Linked DNA regions of Mus musculus: all the other regions are linked to region 4. A link is a contact called in public Hi-C, HiChIP or PLAC-seq, Micro-C and promoter capture Hi-C data. All regions are on one chromosome and are shown on one strand. Each heading gives the region's core, a stretch centred on a gene start, on an enhancer-like site or on the middle of the called end of the contact. The rest is flanking DNA. Distances are from core to core; before and after follow the strand shown. Region 1 overlaps Scn4a (sodium channel, voltage-gated, type IV, alpha). Region 2 overlaps Pecam1 (platelet/endothelial cell adhesion molecule 1). Region 3 has its middle 25 kb from the start of Tex2. Region 4 holds the start of Ern1 (endoplasmic reticulum (ER) to nucleus signalling 1). Region 5 holds the start of Pecam1 (platelet/endothelial cell adhesion molecule 1).

The links. A called contact is a pair of places that touch in the nucleus more often than the background predicts. HiChIP or PLAC-seq counts read pairs in DNA pulled down with a chosen protein or histone mark. Capture Hi-C pulls out chosen DNA fragments and counts their contacts.
Region 1: a Micro-C map of B cells shows a contact between it and region 4, with 2.4 times the contacts expected there. The contact joins the enhancer-like site here to the promoter of Ern1 in region 4. A contact is called at or near these places in 1 of 39 promoter capture datasets (the C10 cell line), 2 of 15 datasets of contacts at CTCF or cohesin (large pre-B cells and pro-B cells), 35 of 484 Hi-C or Micro-C datasets (B cells, the BV-2 cell line, the Ba/F3 cell line and 22 more), 7 of 115 datasets of contacts at active chromatin or transcription factors (bone marrow-derived dendritic cells, bone marrow-derived macrophages, embryonic limb bud and 3 more) and 1 of 9 other capture datasets (embryonic stem cells).
Region 2: a Hi-C map of the N1E-115 cell line shows a contact between it and region 4, with 3 times the contacts expected there. The contact joins the enhancer-like site here to the promoter of Ern1 in region 4. A contact is called at or near these places in 1 of 39 promoter capture datasets (cranial neural crest), 1 of 484 Hi-C or Micro-C datasets (the N1E-115 cell line), 1 of 115 datasets of contacts at active chromatin or transcription factors (pancreatic cancer cells) and 1 of 9 other capture datasets (adipose tissue).
Region 3: an H3K27ac HiChIP or PLAC-seq map of epiblast stem cells shows a contact between it and region 4. The contact joins the enhancer-like site here to the promoter of Ern1 in region 4. A contact is called at or near these places in 6 of 39 promoter capture datasets (the C10 cell line, cranial neural crest, liver and 2 more), 4 of 15 datasets of contacts at CTCF or cohesin (the NIH/3T3 cell line, hippocampal excitatory neurons, large pre-B cells and 1 more), 38 of 484 Hi-C or Micro-C datasets (the 4T1 cell line, the Ba/F3 cell line, CD4 T cells and 30 more), 22 of 115 datasets of contacts at active chromatin or transcription factors (the HPC-7 cell line, the SCID.adh cell line, Th17 cells and 14 more) and 3 of 9 other capture datasets (adipose tissue, liver and pancreatic islet).
Region 5: a contact with region 4 is called in a promoter capture Hi-C map of liver, with 2.6 times the contacts expected there. The contact joins the promoter of Pecam1 here to the promoter of Ern1 in region 4. A contact is called at or near these places in 7 of 39 promoter capture datasets (the C10 cell line, the HPC-7 cell line, cranial neural crest and 4 more), 2 of 115 datasets of contacts at active chromatin or transcription factors (bone marrow-derived macrophages and embryonic stem cells) and 2 of 9 other capture datasets (adipose tissue and liver).

Annotation. Positions count from the first base shown.
Region 1 is chr11:106,333,687-106,336,713 of GRCm38.p6, reverse strand. Scn4a (sodium channel, voltage-gated, type IV, alpha) reads left to right here. Exons shown (of 24, transcript NM_133199.2): 13 at 983-1,339. Among named protein-coding and RNA genes, the nearest start is that of Scn4a, 14 kb to the left of the region's middle. Within about 2 kb of position 1,328, at least 10 of the 459 cell types and tissues checked have an H3K27ac peak or open chromatin away from gene starts, as enhancers often do. A contact at or near this core is called in B cells and pro-B cells, where this site is marked.
Region 2 is chr11:106,673,431-106,676,378 of GRCm38.p6, reverse strand. All of the region lies in intron 13 of Pecam1 (platelet/endothelial cell adhesion molecule 1), which reads left to right. Among named protein-coding and RNA genes, the nearest start is that of Pecam1, 40 kb to the left of the region's middle. Within about 2 kb of position 1,543, at least 286 of the 459 cell types and tissues checked have an H3K27ac peak or open chromatin away from gene starts, as enhancers often do. A contact at or near this core is called in the N1E-115 cell line, adipose tissue and pancreatic cancer cells, where this site is marked.
Region 3 is chr11:106,636,472-106,639,410 of GRCm38.p6, reverse strand. No RefSeq gene overlaps it. Among named protein-coding and RNA genes, the nearest start is that of Tex2, 25 kb to the right of the region's middle. Within about 2 kb of position 1,425, at least 44 of the 459 cell types and tissues checked have an H3K27ac peak or open chromatin away from gene starts, as enhancers often do. A contact at or near this core is called in epiblast stem cells, where this site is marked.
Region 4 is chr11:106,486,390-106,489,135 of GRCm38.p6, reverse strand. Ern1 (endoplasmic reticulum (ER) to nucleus signalling 1) reads left to right here and starts at 1,340. Exons shown (of 22, transcript NM_023913.2): 1 at 1,340-1,519. The coding sequence starts at 1,460.
Region 5 is chr11:106,714,020-106,716,990 of GRCm38.p6, reverse strand. It overlaps Pecam1 (platelet/endothelial cell adhesion molecule 1), which reads left to right and starts at 1,710. Exons shown (of 16, transcript NM_001305157.1): 1 at 1,710-1,972; 2 at 2,063-2,089. The coding sequence starts at 1,939.

The sequences.
Region 1 (3,027 bases), core at 79-2,578, 150 kb after region 4:
TAGCCCTGGCTGTCCTGGAACTCACTTTGTAGACCAGGTTGGCCTCGAACTCAGAAGTCCGCCTGCCCCTGCCTCCCGAGTGCTGGGACTAAAGGCGTGTGCCACCACGCCCGGCTCACTCCTATTTTTTAAACGTCATCAGGAGGGTGCAAACAGCAGAGAGTGTAGCAGAAGTATAATAGCCCCTTGGGTGTCTGTCTCCAACCCAACAGCCACCACCATATTGATCGTAATTTTATCTTTAAAAATATTTTAAATTTTATATGTGTGTGTGTCTGTATGCCACATGTCTGTGCTTGTAGAATCCAGAAGAGGATGTTGGATCCCCTGGAGCTGGAGTTGTTGGTGGTTGTGGACCACCAAATATGGGTGCTGGGAACTGAGCACAGGTCCTCTGGAAGAGCAGTCTGTGCTTTTAACTGCAGAGCCAACTCTCCAGCCCCACACACTGCAATTCTTGTTTCAATGATCTCCTCTTATTGAAGAGAACATTTTTTTTTAATTTTTAAAGATTTATTTATTTATTATACGTGAGTACACTTTAGCTGTCTTCAGACACACCAGAAGAGGAGGTCGTCAGATTTCATGGAGGGCATCAGATTTCATTACAGATGGTTGTGAGCCACCATGGGGTTGCTGGGATTTGAACTCAGGACCTCTGGAAGAGCAGTCAGTGCTCTTAACTGCTAAGCCATCTCTCCAGCCCTGAAGAGAATACATTAAAGCAAATCCTGGTATATAATCTTGCTTGTAAATACTTCAGACTTTATCTTCAATGGATAAGAACATCTTACTTTTAAATGTGGATGACAGGAGGGGTAAGACATAAACATCCAATAACAGAGAGACAAACTGAAGTTGCTCATCAGGAAGGTGGGGTTTAAGACTGTTGGACATTGCTCTTCCTCCTGGGGCTCGCTGGGATTGGGGTTGGCTGGTGGACCCAAAACTCATTCATACTCGGATTGTCTCTTCTTGGCAGCTGCGTGTCTTCAAGCTGGCCAAGTCATGGCCAACACTCAACATGCTCATCAAAATCATTGGCAACTCAGTGGGTGCGCTGGGCAACCTGACCCTGGTGTTGGCCATCATCGTCTTCATCTTCGCCGTGGTGGGCATGCAGCTGTTTGGCAAGAGCTATAAGGAATGCGTGTGCAAGATTGCCTCAGACTGCAGCCTGCCCCGCTGGCACATGCACGATTTCTTCCACTCCTTCCTCATCGTCTTCCGCATCCTCTGTGGGGAGTGGATCGAGACCATGTGGGACTGCATGGAAGTGGCCGGCCAGGCCATGTGCCTCACCGTCTTCCTCATGGTCATGGTCATTGGCAACCTGGTGGTAAGTGAGGCTGTCAGGCGAGCTTCCTGACTCTTACATAGGAAATCCATGAAGCATGTCAAGTTCCTTTCTTTCTCTTTTGAGGGGCTTGTTCATTAAGGTATAGCTGTATAAAATTCTTGGTCTTTGGGGGCCTGGTGGTGGTGGACACCATAATCCCAGCACTCTGGAAGCTGATACGGAGGATCTCGGAGAGTTCAAATATAGTCTGGGCTAGTTAGTGAATGCCCCTACGGCCTGGGCTCTAGAGCAAGGCTGTCTAACAAACAATCAAACAAACAACAAAAACCACTGGGGGCTGGAGAGATAGCTCAGCAGTTAAAAGCACTTGTTGCTTTTGCAGAGGATTGGGTTTAGTTCCCAGCACCCACATGGTGGTTTCTAATCATCCATAGCTCCAGTTTCAAGGGATCAATGTCCTCTTCTGACCTCCTCTGGCACCAGGCACTCATGTGGTACACCACACACACACACACACACACACACACACACACACACAGACACAGGCAAAATATATATAAAATAAAATGAAGAAATCTAACTTTAAAAATGTTTTCTATGCCCCGCCTCCCAAGATGGTAATTTTATACGACTCCTCTCAGTGAGCTTCAAAATTGTACGCCTAACAATCTGTAGGAGTTTCTTAAAACAGGTTCCTGTCCCCAGCCTTGGAGAATTTAGTTCTGCAAACTCCAGAGCTTAGGCTCAGAGCGCCACACTGGTTCAGAGACAGTGTTTGTTTTTGAGACTCACTCTATAATCCAAGACTGGCCTAGAACTTTCAGCAGTCCTCCTGCCTCGGTTTCCTGAGGCCCATTAGTAAAGCTGTGTACCATGTCTAGCTTGTAGGCTGTATTTGTGTGTGCACACCCAGGGTTTTTGGGGGGGGGTGCTGTGCATGGAAGAGATGCAGGCAGGACAGGGGTGAGGCTCATGGTCTAGCTGGCCAACATATCTGTGGCTAGGGTGGGGCCAAATCCTCCACTACCACTTGGGGTAGAGCTCTCTTCCATCAGGGCTCCTTAGTGCTGCCTTCAGCTGCCCCCTGTGGTGGCTGACACTTGCCCTGGGCAACAGAGGGTGGAAGTGGCTGCCCACATGTCCTTCACAAAGACTGGAGGAATTGTGGGCTGCTGGGTCAGGGCTTCTCAGATATCGCTGAGCTCTGGCTGGGGGCTGGTGCTGATGGGGGAGGGGGTGTCACCCCAGCTGGAGGAGACCGTGGGACAGCTACAGGAGAGAAATCAGAACTGCAGTTCCTCAGAGAGTGTTCTGAAGTCAGGGGGATGGCATGCTTGAAGTCAAAGTTTGTGACTGTAGATTCAAGGGCTGGGGTGGCTAAAAGAGTTAGGAGTCTTAGCTCTTTGTACAAGGGCAGTCAAGAACATTTTGTGCCACTTTTTGTGTGTTTGTTTCTTTGTTTGTTACCTTGGCTATTCTTGAACTCAAGATCTTCCTGCCTCAGCTACTCAAGCACTGAGGTTTGCAAGCATGCTCCACCGTGTGTGTGTGTGTGTGTGTGTGTGTGTGTGTGTGTGTAAGAGAGAGAGAGAATGTGTGACCATTTGTGTGTGTGTGTGTGTGTGTGTGTGTAAGAGAGAGAGAGAATGTGTGACCATTTTTGTGTGTGTGTGTAAGAGAGAGAGAATGTGTGACCATTTGTGTGTGTGTGTGTGTGTGTGTGTGTG
Region 2 (2,948 bases), core at 294-2,793, 190 kb before region 4:
AGACATACAACCACTGCACACATACCATACATACATACATACATACATACATACATACATACATACATATATACATACAAAAGCAAACTCAGGACCATCAAGGAAGTGGCCTGAAGAAGAACAAGACAGATGTGCTATCACTGTGCAAGAGATAGTGGGTGCCAGAAATGGATGGTGTCTAGGTGCACATCTGAGATCCATCACAGCTCGTGGCCAGGATTGGGGAGCCAGAGTCCCTATATTTCTTGCTGGAGTAGCTGCATGGACGGCTGTGGTGTTTGAGGATAAGATCCGGTTTGACTGGGTTAAGTCTAAGATGCCGGTGAGACACCCTAGAGTAGGAAGCTCAGGGGTCTGGAGCTCAGAGGCAAGCCAGGACAGATGAAACTGTAGAGTGATCAGTATCAGCTGTCACTGGTCCAGCCTGGGCTTCGACTGCATCCTGGGCTTGCCAACCCAGGTAACATCTTTCTTCTTCCTAGAGGTAAGGGAAGGTGCTAGCTTAAGGGTTGAATGGCAAGATCAGAGCCGGCTACACCATCCTTTCTGTTCTGGACTGCTGCATTCTACCGTGGTGGGGGAACACTGACAGCTCCAGGCACAGGGGACCAAATCCCTGCTCTCTTGTCTGTACAGAACATCCTCAAGTTGCCTGTCACCCCGGGCTCGGATACCAGGCTGAATCCATCCTCCCACAGTGGTCCAGGCCCAGGTCTGGGCAGGCAGCAGCCTGAGGGTTGTGCATGATACTTGTGTGGGAGCGCGTGCCTGTGCGCTGGGAGTTCCGAAAGCTGAAGAGGGAAGAAGGAAGCATCACTGGCCCTGGGAAAGGCTCCATTTCCCTTTTGTTGGGAGAGTGTCCTTGTATCTGGTGTTCTTTTGCTTTCTTGAGAGTGTGGAAGGATTGAATAGAGGAAGTGTGGCAGTTCCTAGAATAGGGTGGGACCGTGGCAATTGCCTCTGGCTTCCCTCGATAGATTCTGCAGCCGTCCCTTGCAGCCAAGCTATCAGTTACATTTCCCAGCTTGCACTAGTTGCCCAGTCAGGGCTCTGGGGAAGATTCTAGAACAAAGGTCGTTTGGGTGGCAAGGGGAACTTAAGAGGATACAAATTGTGTTTCCTCCTTGTTGAAGAAGGACAGTGAGGAACTCAGGTCTGGACCACTGGTGCTGGCCCCTTGTTCTCCCCCAAGCAGGGACAAGGGCATTGATTGCTAGGTGAAGAAAGAAGGGCTTTGTGGGTTCAAGGTCAATGATGACTAAATATGAGCTAGTGCCTGCCAGCCTGGTCCCCTGTTCTCAAGGTCTCTCATCCTACACAATTGGAGGAGGCTATGGGGACCGGGTCCAGATCTAACCCTGGCTGGCAGCTCACCAAGTGGTCACTGCGGATGGAGGAGGACGGGAAGGAACTCATTAAATCCCGATTTGCTGTCTGTTTGCTCCGAGGCTAATTGCTGGGAAAACCCCATGACGTTGGAGCCGTCTCTTTCTCTGTTAGCACAGAGAAAAACAGAAACCAAAATAGAGACCCATCAGGAAACGCCTCTGACAAGCAGAGACAAACAGCTCCTGGCCTGGGCTAGTCTTTAGCAGGCAGCTGCTGCCAAGGAGACATGAGAGGGGGAAGGGCAGTGAGCAGCTGCACCCTGCTCCTCCCCTACCCCCGCCCCCACCCCCTCTTACTGAGCTGGGCAAAACCAGGGGCAAGCATAGACCATGCAGCTCAGTCTAGAAGTGGAAAGCATCCCTTCCTGACTTGAGGTAGGCACAGCCTGAAGCCGCTGAGGTCCAGAGAATATCAAACTGTTGCCAAGGAGACCAGAGAGGTACCTGGAACAGTGGAGTTCACAAGATGTCCAGGCTAACCCCACCCATGTTTGGCTGCCCAGCCCACCCAGCCCTCACCTCACCCTCATCCCAATTCATGTCCCTTCTATCCTAGCTCCTTGTTAGGCTAGGGCAGAGGAAGGTCTAGACTTGCTTCTTATGGACGACATCTTATAGCAGTTATCACGCAGTTATTTTTAGCTGTGTGTGTGTGTGTGTGTGTGTGTGTGTGTGTTGTGTGTTAGGATACACCTGTCTCTGAGTACATGCAGAAGTCATGGACTCTAATTTATGTCAGGTGTCTAATTTATGCTCAGTCTCCCACTACCTTATTCTTTTGAGACAGTCTCCTGCTGATCCTGGATCTAGGCTGGCAGCCAGCCAACCCTAGCAGTCAGCCCTCTTACCTCTGCCCCTAACAATTGCTGGGGTTATAGGTGCCTACAGCTATGCCCCAGATTGTCTGGGATTTGGGTTCAGGATTCCAGCTCAGGTTCTTACGTTTGTGCAGCAAGTGCTCTTACCCACTGAGCCATCTCCCAGCCCTGTGGTATTTGTTTGTTTATTTGTTTGCTTGCACTGGGGCTTGAACCCAGAGCCTTGCACATGCTGAGCTGGTACTGTATCACTGAACCACATCTTCAGCTCATTAACATTCTTGGCACATCTGTCTTCCCTGAAGCCTAGAGCACCTGAAAGCTAGAACCGGATCTACATTTTCTTCTTTAGTGGTTGAGGTCACATAGGAGATGTGTACAGTCGTTAAATGGATCTCTTGGTGTGTAGAAGGCGTCTTGGAGACGCCTGGAGTTTCAGTCTCTGCTTGCATGGGATCCTGTTGTTTCTCAATAGTTCTCTTAGGCAGATGTCTTTACACTGGGGAACTGGGATCTCAGCTACTTTACTGACCTCCAACTCCTGCCTTGGGAAGTGACTTTAATTCCTTCTGCAACGCCTTCATCATTCTGGGTGCCCCAAGTTCTGCTGTGATGATGTGGACCACTCCTGGCCTTTCTCTGTCATACAGGATTTATACAGCCACCCACATCCAGTGTCTAATGAGAAACCTAGACTTTAGTCCCACAGCCTACCTACCAGTCCTGTGGCGTGCTCCTTATT
Region 3 (2,939 bases), core at 176-2,675, 150 kb before region 4:
CGTTCCTGGATTGATTAAACAGTAATTAGGCGTCAAAAGCTCGCTAAATGCCCCTCTTTCAAAAGCTCTCAGCTAGGCAATTTTTCTCTCACATTTAATAGTGACTATTCTTGTATTCTTTTCTGCCCAAAGTGGTCATAATTGGGGGGAGGGGGTGCGCAATGAGACGAGCGTCCCGGGAAGCTGAAGGCAGAGAGGGATGTGCCACAGTTGTTCTTGGGAAGATGTAGGCACAGTTGGTTCCAAGGACTAAGAAACCTTTTTCTCTCTCTCAGTGACTCCATCTATTGGTGGAAACCAAGGCTGGGGTGTAGCTCAGTCAGTAGAGTGCGCACCCCTTGCACAGGAAGCCCAGGGTTCAATCCCAGCACTGGGAGGTAGAAGCAAGAGATTCAAGGTCATCCCTGGGTACACCGCAAGTTAAAGGACAGCCTGGGCTACATAAACTGTCTCTGTGGCAAATGCCTTTAATACCAGCACTTGGGAGGCAGAGGCCTCCAGCTCCCGGACAGCAGAGTTGTTCCACAGAGAAATCTGTCTCAAAAATGCCAAAAATAAAGCAACAACAAAACCCTGTCTCAAGGCAAAGTTGCTACCTTTTCCTCTCGGCTCCACCCAACAGTTACCTAGCAACAGCCTGGCTCTTAACTCTCCATCCTCTCTCTCCCCTCTCCCTTCCCCTCTCCCTCTCTCCCTCCTTCCCTCCCTCTCTCCATCCCTCCCCATCTTCTTCCTGTCTTCCCACGTGTTCCTGGCTGGCATCTCCCCTTCTTTCTCTGTCCCCCTTTTATCTGTCTCCACTCCCTTCTCAGATGCCAAATAAACTTCCTTTTATACCAGACCTGTCCTGTGGATAATTCCTGCAGGGGATGCCTCAGCCTGGGCCCAGCTCAGGCTCCCCCTCCTGCTGCGGCATACTGCCTTTTATAAGACATATCAAAAGGGAAGATTTATGCATTGAAGATCTTGGTTATTGTACAAAAATATTGCTAATCGCCTAAACAGTGCCCCTTAAAACGACATTAATTCTCTCTGTATCTGTGTGTGTGTGTGTCTGTCTTTCTCTCTGTCTGTCTGTCTCTCTCTGTGTCCCTCTCTGTCTCTGAACACACACACACACACACACACACACACACACACACACACACACACACATCTAAGTTCATTATAACTTTCTCTTTGCTTGAGCAGGATGCGACGGTGCCTGCCTTTAACCCCAGCACAGGGAGGCAGACGCAGGCAGATCTCTGTGAGTTTGAGGCCAGCCTCGTCTACATAGTAAGTTGCAGGACAGCTTAGAGCCACATAGTGAGACCCTGTCTCAAAAACAAACAAAAAAAACCTGTAGCCTGAAGGGAACCAGCCAAGTTCAGGGTTGGCGGTCCGGAAGCTACCGAGTGTATAGCTCAGTCAGCTGGCTTGACAGGTCAGACATGAGAGGTGCTGTGGAGGCCCCACGCTGTGAGAGAGCTGGGAAACTGGTATGACTGGCTGGATTGCCCGGATGGGATGGGGAGAGGATTAGCCAGAGCACAAAGTCCAGGCAGAGCAGCACCCCAGGGAGCCAAACAATTCCTCTAGGCCCTCTTCCCAACTCACCAGGGTTTTCTGGCTGACTTGGGGCAGCTCTAAGTGTTTATTTAGAGCGCCTTGGTTTGTTTATTTTTCTTAGAACCGTAGGCAGAGTGATTACTTCCAGCTTCAAATAGAATTTTGTGTTGTTTTTCTCTGCCGGACTTAAGGAGTTTTATTATGTCTTTCCTTCTACCTGTAAGAACAAAAGGGGGAAGAATAAATTGTAATTGAGAGAATTAGTCACTTGCCTCTCTCCTGGAAGTGTGTGTCTCGCTGAGTGGAGGGCTGCCATTCCCTGGGACCGGCTTGTCTTTGAATGGATCTGAGTGACATGAGTGATGGAATCTCAGTGGCACGTCTTTGAGTATTGAAAACAAGAGAACATTTCCTGACAATTTGTGTGAGGTAATTTCCATCCTCCTACGACACGGGAAAGACAAGAGAAGATGGGGCCATCTTCTTCTAGTTACGATTTCCTTATTTATTTATTTATTTTTAGTTTTTTTTCAAGACAAGGTTTCTCTGTGTAACAGATCCCTGGCTGCCCTGGAACTCACTCTGTAGACCAGTCTGACCTCATAGAGTTTGCCTCTGCCTTCTGAGTGCTGGGATTTCAGGATTATACCAATTTACTTTGCTCAAGGCCAGCAGCTTAAAAAAAAAAAAAAAAAGATTGATTTATTTATTTCATTTATGAGTACACTGTAGGTGTCTTCAGACACACCAGAAGAGGGCACCAAATCCCATTACAGATGGTTGTGAGCCACCTTATGATTGCTGGGATTTGAACTCATGACCTCCAGAAGAGCAATCAGTGCTCTTACCTGCTGAGCCACCTCTCCAGCCCTGATGATCTCTTCTCAATGACCCCCCTTCCTCATGGTTCAGCACCCCCACCCTTTGTGGACTTCCCACCCTATTCTCCATTCTGCCCAGCCATTGTGTAATTAGCATAGAGCAACATATCTCCAGGGGTGAGAGTTCCAAGTGGCTTTGAGCTACCCCATATAGATGATGGGAACCAAACTTGGATCTTCTGGAAGAGCATTCATTAAACAGAGATGGCTGAGCCATCTCTCCAGTCCCCAGTAGAGAGTCTAGCACCTTTTGGCTGTCTGAATGCTGCCTTCTCCGTGTGCGTTTGTCTTGAAGCGTCTCTCTTACGAGAACACTCACACCTGAGCAGTGGTGACGCAGACCTTTAATCCCAGCACTTGGGAGGCAGAGGTAGGCAGATCTCTGAGTTTGAAACCAGCCTGGACTATAAAGCAAGTTCTGGAACAGCCAGAATTACAGAGAGAGGAGAGATCCTGTTTCAAGCAAATCAAAACAACACCAACCAACTAATCAAACAAATCAACCAA
Region 4 (2,746 bases), core at 91-2,590:
ACCCAAAGCACATACTGACTGGGCCCTTAGCCCAACACACCCCTAATCCCTACCTATCATATACTACCTCTTTGCGGTTTTTTCCCCCCCTAGGATAACCTTTTCTCTTCAAAAACCTGAAAATTCCAACGGGCTGTCAAAGGAGCAAGCCAGGGGAAACAGAGAATTTGCTCCGGTTCTCCCGTGGCCCCACATAATCTGGGTTGGCTTCAAACTCACTAGGTAGCCAAGGATTACTTAGAACTTCGGATCCTGTCTCCACCCCCAGGGTGCTGGGATTTCAGGTGTGAGGCAACACATCCAATATTGGGAGGGCTGGAGATGTAGCCCAGTACCTCTCTCGCAGACTATGCAAGTGCTGTACCAACAGAACTACACTCCCAGCAACTCCCTTTTTCTACTAGAATAATAAGCTACTTTTTCCTTGAGCACTGAATGTTTTGTCTTTCCTATTATAAACAAGTTCTCCCTCTTCCAACTCAGAGGAGGGCAGCTTGGGACCCAGTGACCAAACAACTTATTGGGCTCATTAGTTCTGATTAATAATCCACACCCTTAAATAGACCTTGGAGTCCTCAGCCCACCTCCAAAGAGTTGTGACACATGTCCTCTCAAGCTTCACCAGGCCACATCTACAAAGGTCACATAAACACATGTGACACGAGAGGCCCGCATGATTTCCTTATAATTTTTGGTGAATGAGTTGGCTGTTGTTCATCCCGAGAGGAACGGATGGCTGCTGGACATGACTTTCGGGGAATTCCTGAGGGGCAAGGCTAGGGAAGAAAGGGGCCTTCGGGCTGGATGAGGCACAGCTGGAGGACCCTCGTCAGTGAACTCTAAGGCTGCGTCTCAGGGTCGAATTTCCGCCAGCTGCTGAAACCCTTGCTCTGCTCTAGAGGTCGCTTAGACAACCCTTGTAAGTGGTGGCCGGCAGCAGGGAGACGGAGGGTTGTGGGCAAGCCTGGCGCCTCGGGTTCTTCATCGGGCGAGTGGGACTTCCTGTGGGGCAACATGTCATTTTCCCTTGGCTTGCGAACAAGCTTCTTCATTCAGAAGCACAGCGTCCACAAATACCCAAAGCCAAGAGTTGGTCTTCGGCTTCTAGCGCCCAGGATAGGAGGCAGCTAGAAGCTAGCACCGCGTTGGCCTCTAACCCCACCCTCCCACTCTTACCACGCCCACAAAACAACATAGGCTCCTCCCCATCCAGGCAGTGACTCCGCCTCTCACAGCCCCCGCCCCCGGGACCGCCCTAAAGCCCGCCCCGACCGGAAGAAGCCGGGACACAAGGCACTTATAGGGCTGGGAATGGGGGTGTCGCCGCCGCCCAGTCAGCTCCGTGTCCACCGATCCTCCGCCGGTGCCGCGCTGTCGTTGCGGCGCCCCCGTCCAGCCCTCTGTTCGCGCGGGCTCCAGAACCGGCCGGCGGGGCCCGGAGTCAGGGCCACGTCCTGCCATGCCGGCCCGGTGGCTGTTGCTCCTGCTGGCGCTGCTGCTACCGCCGCCCGGCCCCGGGGTGAGTAACCAGGGGAGTGCGGTGCGGGGACGGGCCGGCTCGCGGCCAGAGGAGAGTCGCGCGGTGGCGGGGGCTGGCGTCCGAGCCGGGCCGCAGCGGCGGGAGGCCCGGCGCCTGGGCTGAGGCAGCTGCGGGAGGCTTGGCGGTGGGAGCTGCGTCGGCCGGCCACACACTGGCGTCCGCCTCCGGAGGCGCCTCCGGGGCCAGCGCGGCCGAGGCAGACCGCGAGCGGCTCCACGGCCCGGGACGCGCGCGACTCGGAGCTGTCTCCCAAAGGCCGGGCCCTGGGCGCGCTGCCCACCTGCCCCGCGGTCTCCACAGGTGGGCGCCCGCACTGCCGCCGTGGCCGCGGATGGACACCCGAAGCCGGGGGAAGCGGGTGGTGGACTGGAGTTTTGAGTCTTTACTCGAAAGTTTTTTGTTTTGTTTTGTTTTTAAATGAGACTTTGGAAAGCGTTTGAAGCCGGGAATGGGCACGGCGTTTTTAGCCAGCCGCCGCTGGTTTCTGCCTACCTGACCCGAAGGTTTCTTTGTATTCGGAGGCAGGGGGCTTCCTACTAGTAATTTTGCTAGACAGTGAAGGTGTCATTAAACAAGTTAAGCTGTGGGCATTGGATCCTTTTAAAGACCCGGTGTGTGGGCCAGAGTTGTACTGCAAAACTTAAAGCTGTCTCACGTGCGGGGCCGTCAGAAACGTCTTCGCTTTTTTTTTTTTTTTTTTTGAGAAGAATATCGGTTTATATTTATTTAACTCTTTATCCACTCAGGATTTGAACACTTTGGCTAAAGAGGACATTTTGTAGGCGGACATGGCTATTTTCATCTTCTGGTTGGAAGAACTGGGGGCTTTAAAATTTTTTTAAAATGCACTTTTCAGGATGTGGGCATGGTACACTTGTGCTGGTTCTATTTAATGACCTCTTTGAAGGTACCGTGTTCCCTTTAATATGGCATATCATGTACCAGGTGTCCTGGTGGAAGACTGACATGTGTGGAGACCCGCGGGCCAGCCGCGGCCAACTCTTTGAACTCTTATGCCTTGTAGGTAAATAATTGTCTGTGCTCTCAGAATAACAAATTAGAATTTAGAGACTACTGAAGTATTAAAGAAGGTCTACTTTTTCAAATTCAAGTTGGTTTGTTTTTTTCCAAACGGAAATTTATATGCGTTTTCTTCATGGTAGACCCTAGGTGTTTTTTGTTTTTTTGTTTTTGTTTTGTTTTCTT
Region 5 (2,971 bases), core at 461-2,960, 230 kb before region 4:
GCTCTAAGCACTGAGCCATCTCTCTAGCTCCCTGACTAATGCTTCTTGATCTACCAAAACCAATCACTTCCTCTGGCATCAAGGAGGTCTTGGTCTGTCTGAGGAGAATAAGCCATTGCTACATGCGGTAGGAAGGATCTGACAGGAAGAAGTCTGGGGAGGCAAAGGAACGTGGAGGAAGTCAGCTCAGTTTGAGAAAGAGTGGGGACATTTCTAGAGAAATTGATGAGTAAGGAGAAACTGAGTAACGATTAGTCAGAAAAGAAGAGAGGAAGGCGAGCAGCAATGAGAAAGGCATGTGATGCATTCTGGGAACTTAACACCTTAGCAACTAGAGCTCAGGGCGAAGAAGGAAGTGGTATGATTCCAAGGTAGAGGGGGAAGCAAGGGGGTGAGCAAGAACTGGGTAAGGGAGGCCTGGGGTCTGCCTTTTCCCAGAGAATGTTACAACCTTTCAAACATCAAAGGGAGAGAAACCAATTTATAGTCTAGAAAATTCCGTAGGAGGCAAGGCTAAACACACATCTGCAATCTCGGGTGTTTGTCTGTGATGGGAGGGTTGTGTTCAAAGGCATCTTGCCATTTAGCCATCCCCTGGGTCAGAATAAAGAAGGAAGGGATGAAGGGAGGGAAAAGGGAATGTTAGCCCGATGGTAGGGGAGGAGGGTGTCGGGAGGAGGGAGAAGGGGTGAGCTGGGGACTGGAGAGATGACTTGGCAATTAAGAGCAATCATGAGGACTGGATTTCAGGTCCCATCACCTCTGGAGAACGTGACAATCGCCTCTTCTGGCTTCCAAGCACACACAGGCACACAGACACTCCTCCCTCAAAATGTATTCATTCTCTCATGAACATGCATGAAAGGGGGACAGGACGGTTCACTGGAGAAAGGTGCCAGCTGTCGAGTCTGATGATCTAAGTTTGATCCTGGGACTCACATAATGGAAGGAGAGAATTTCTACACGTTGACCTCTGACACACCCCCCCCAATACATAGTGGTACACATGCATTCTACCCTACTTCCACATACACAAATAAATAAATGTTTAATAAGAAAGGTTGGGAATTGGCAGTGGGGAAAGTAGTGTGTACTACACACACATATATACCCACAGTCACAGACACACACATACACCCACAGTTCCACACAAACACATATACACCCAGTCACACACACACACAAACACACATACATACATACATACACAGTCACACACACACAAACACACACACAAACACACATACACAAACAGCCAAAGGGGCTCCTTTGGTGACTAAGCCGGTGATCAGGGACCACTGCAGCGGCTTAAGAAAATCCCTCTTTCTACTGAGCCACCAGTAGCGTTCCTCACAAGGACTGCATATTGTCGGAGAAGCTGGCCAGTGCAGGATAGGAGGCCCAGATTTACACTCTATGGATACAGCCCCCATAGGGAGCCCACAGGAAAGGCAAACAGGTCTTGCTAGGTATCCCACAAAAGCACTTTTGAGTGGAAATAAAACCTCCTTGTCCTGTCAGGAGAAGAAGTCCCCAAACCCAGATGAGGCTAGAAGCGCAAGAACTTTGAGGCAAATGCTACTTGTGGGTTTTTTTGGTTGTTGTTGTTGTTTTCTCCTCTTCTAGACAAAGCCATTGGGTTCAGTGGTCCCTCCGGAAGGCCAGTCATTTCCTGAGGAGATATCAGGCCAGCCCAGACCTCATTGTTCTTGGTTTCCAGCTATGGCCGCCATTACCTGACAAGTACCAGAGCTGGTCTCTGCGCGCCTGGAGAGGTTGTCAGAGTTGTTTCTGCTTTTCACACAGCAGGCTTCTGGTCTGTGGCAGGCAAGAGAATTCTGCCCCTGAGGCATGGCCGGAAGACAGAACTAGCTGAGTGCTTCAGTCTGCAGAAGTCTTTCAGGATTCAGCTGAGGTGGGCCTCAGTCGGCAGACAAGATGCTCCTGGCTCTGGGACTCACGCTGGTGCTCTGTGAGTTTCTAACCTGCTTCCTTCTTCCCTTCTTATGAGACTTGAATTCGTGAAATCAACAGATTGGCTTTCTTTTTCTTTCTCTTCCAGATGCAAGCCTCCAGGCTGAGGAAAACTGTAAGTCCTGGTATTTTCACATGGCTTCCTTCTTTGTGTCTTTTCTGAAATTAACTCATGTCAGACTGCTTAGGGTTGGTGTTTACAACAACTAAGAAAACTCTCAAAGCCTTGTTCTAAATCAAGGTTCAAAGAGTGTGTATTAGAGACAGCGGTGTAGGAGAAAATTGCTGAACACCAGTCTTACATCTTGGTGGGTTTCTGTTTGTTGGAATGGGAGAGATGGGTTTTTTTAAAAAAATTCCTTATATGTATATATGTATATATATGATTCCTTATATGTTTGTGGTCTTTCTGTCATAAGCTATTTCTTTTTACATCATACTATGCCTCTAATTGTTTACTTTCAAACTCTTCTCTTTATTCGCTTGGATTTAGAGTCTGTAATCCCAGTACTTGGAAAACAGACACAGAAAGATCAGTAGTGAAGTCCAGCTTCGGCTCCATAGGAGTTTGAGGGAGGCCTGAGCTACTACGTGAAACAGTACAAAACCGACTCCCAAAAAATAAAAACTTAAAAAAGTATTTTTTTTTCCTTTCACTTGTTTTAATTTACAAATGAGACTCAGTTGACTTGACAGACTATGGAGGCTGAAGGAGCAGACAGTAAATGGGTGTCAGGACTCCCTCTGTCCTAAGAGAGTAACAAAAAGGACCAGCCAGATCCCCTTTCCCTCCCACCGGGGAGGCTCCGCTCCTATCTGAGCTTGCTTGTGGGGAAGGGTTCTGCCTGTCTTTAAAGTCAGACCTATCATCCACTCGAGAGCTGATTCGGAACCTCCGAATTTTTCAGATTAAGAGGATCTGTCTCGCTCCGTCCATCAGAGACTCTGAAGGAAGAGGCTCAGCCCAGCCCAGGGATTGTGGGTCAGGAAGAAGGCC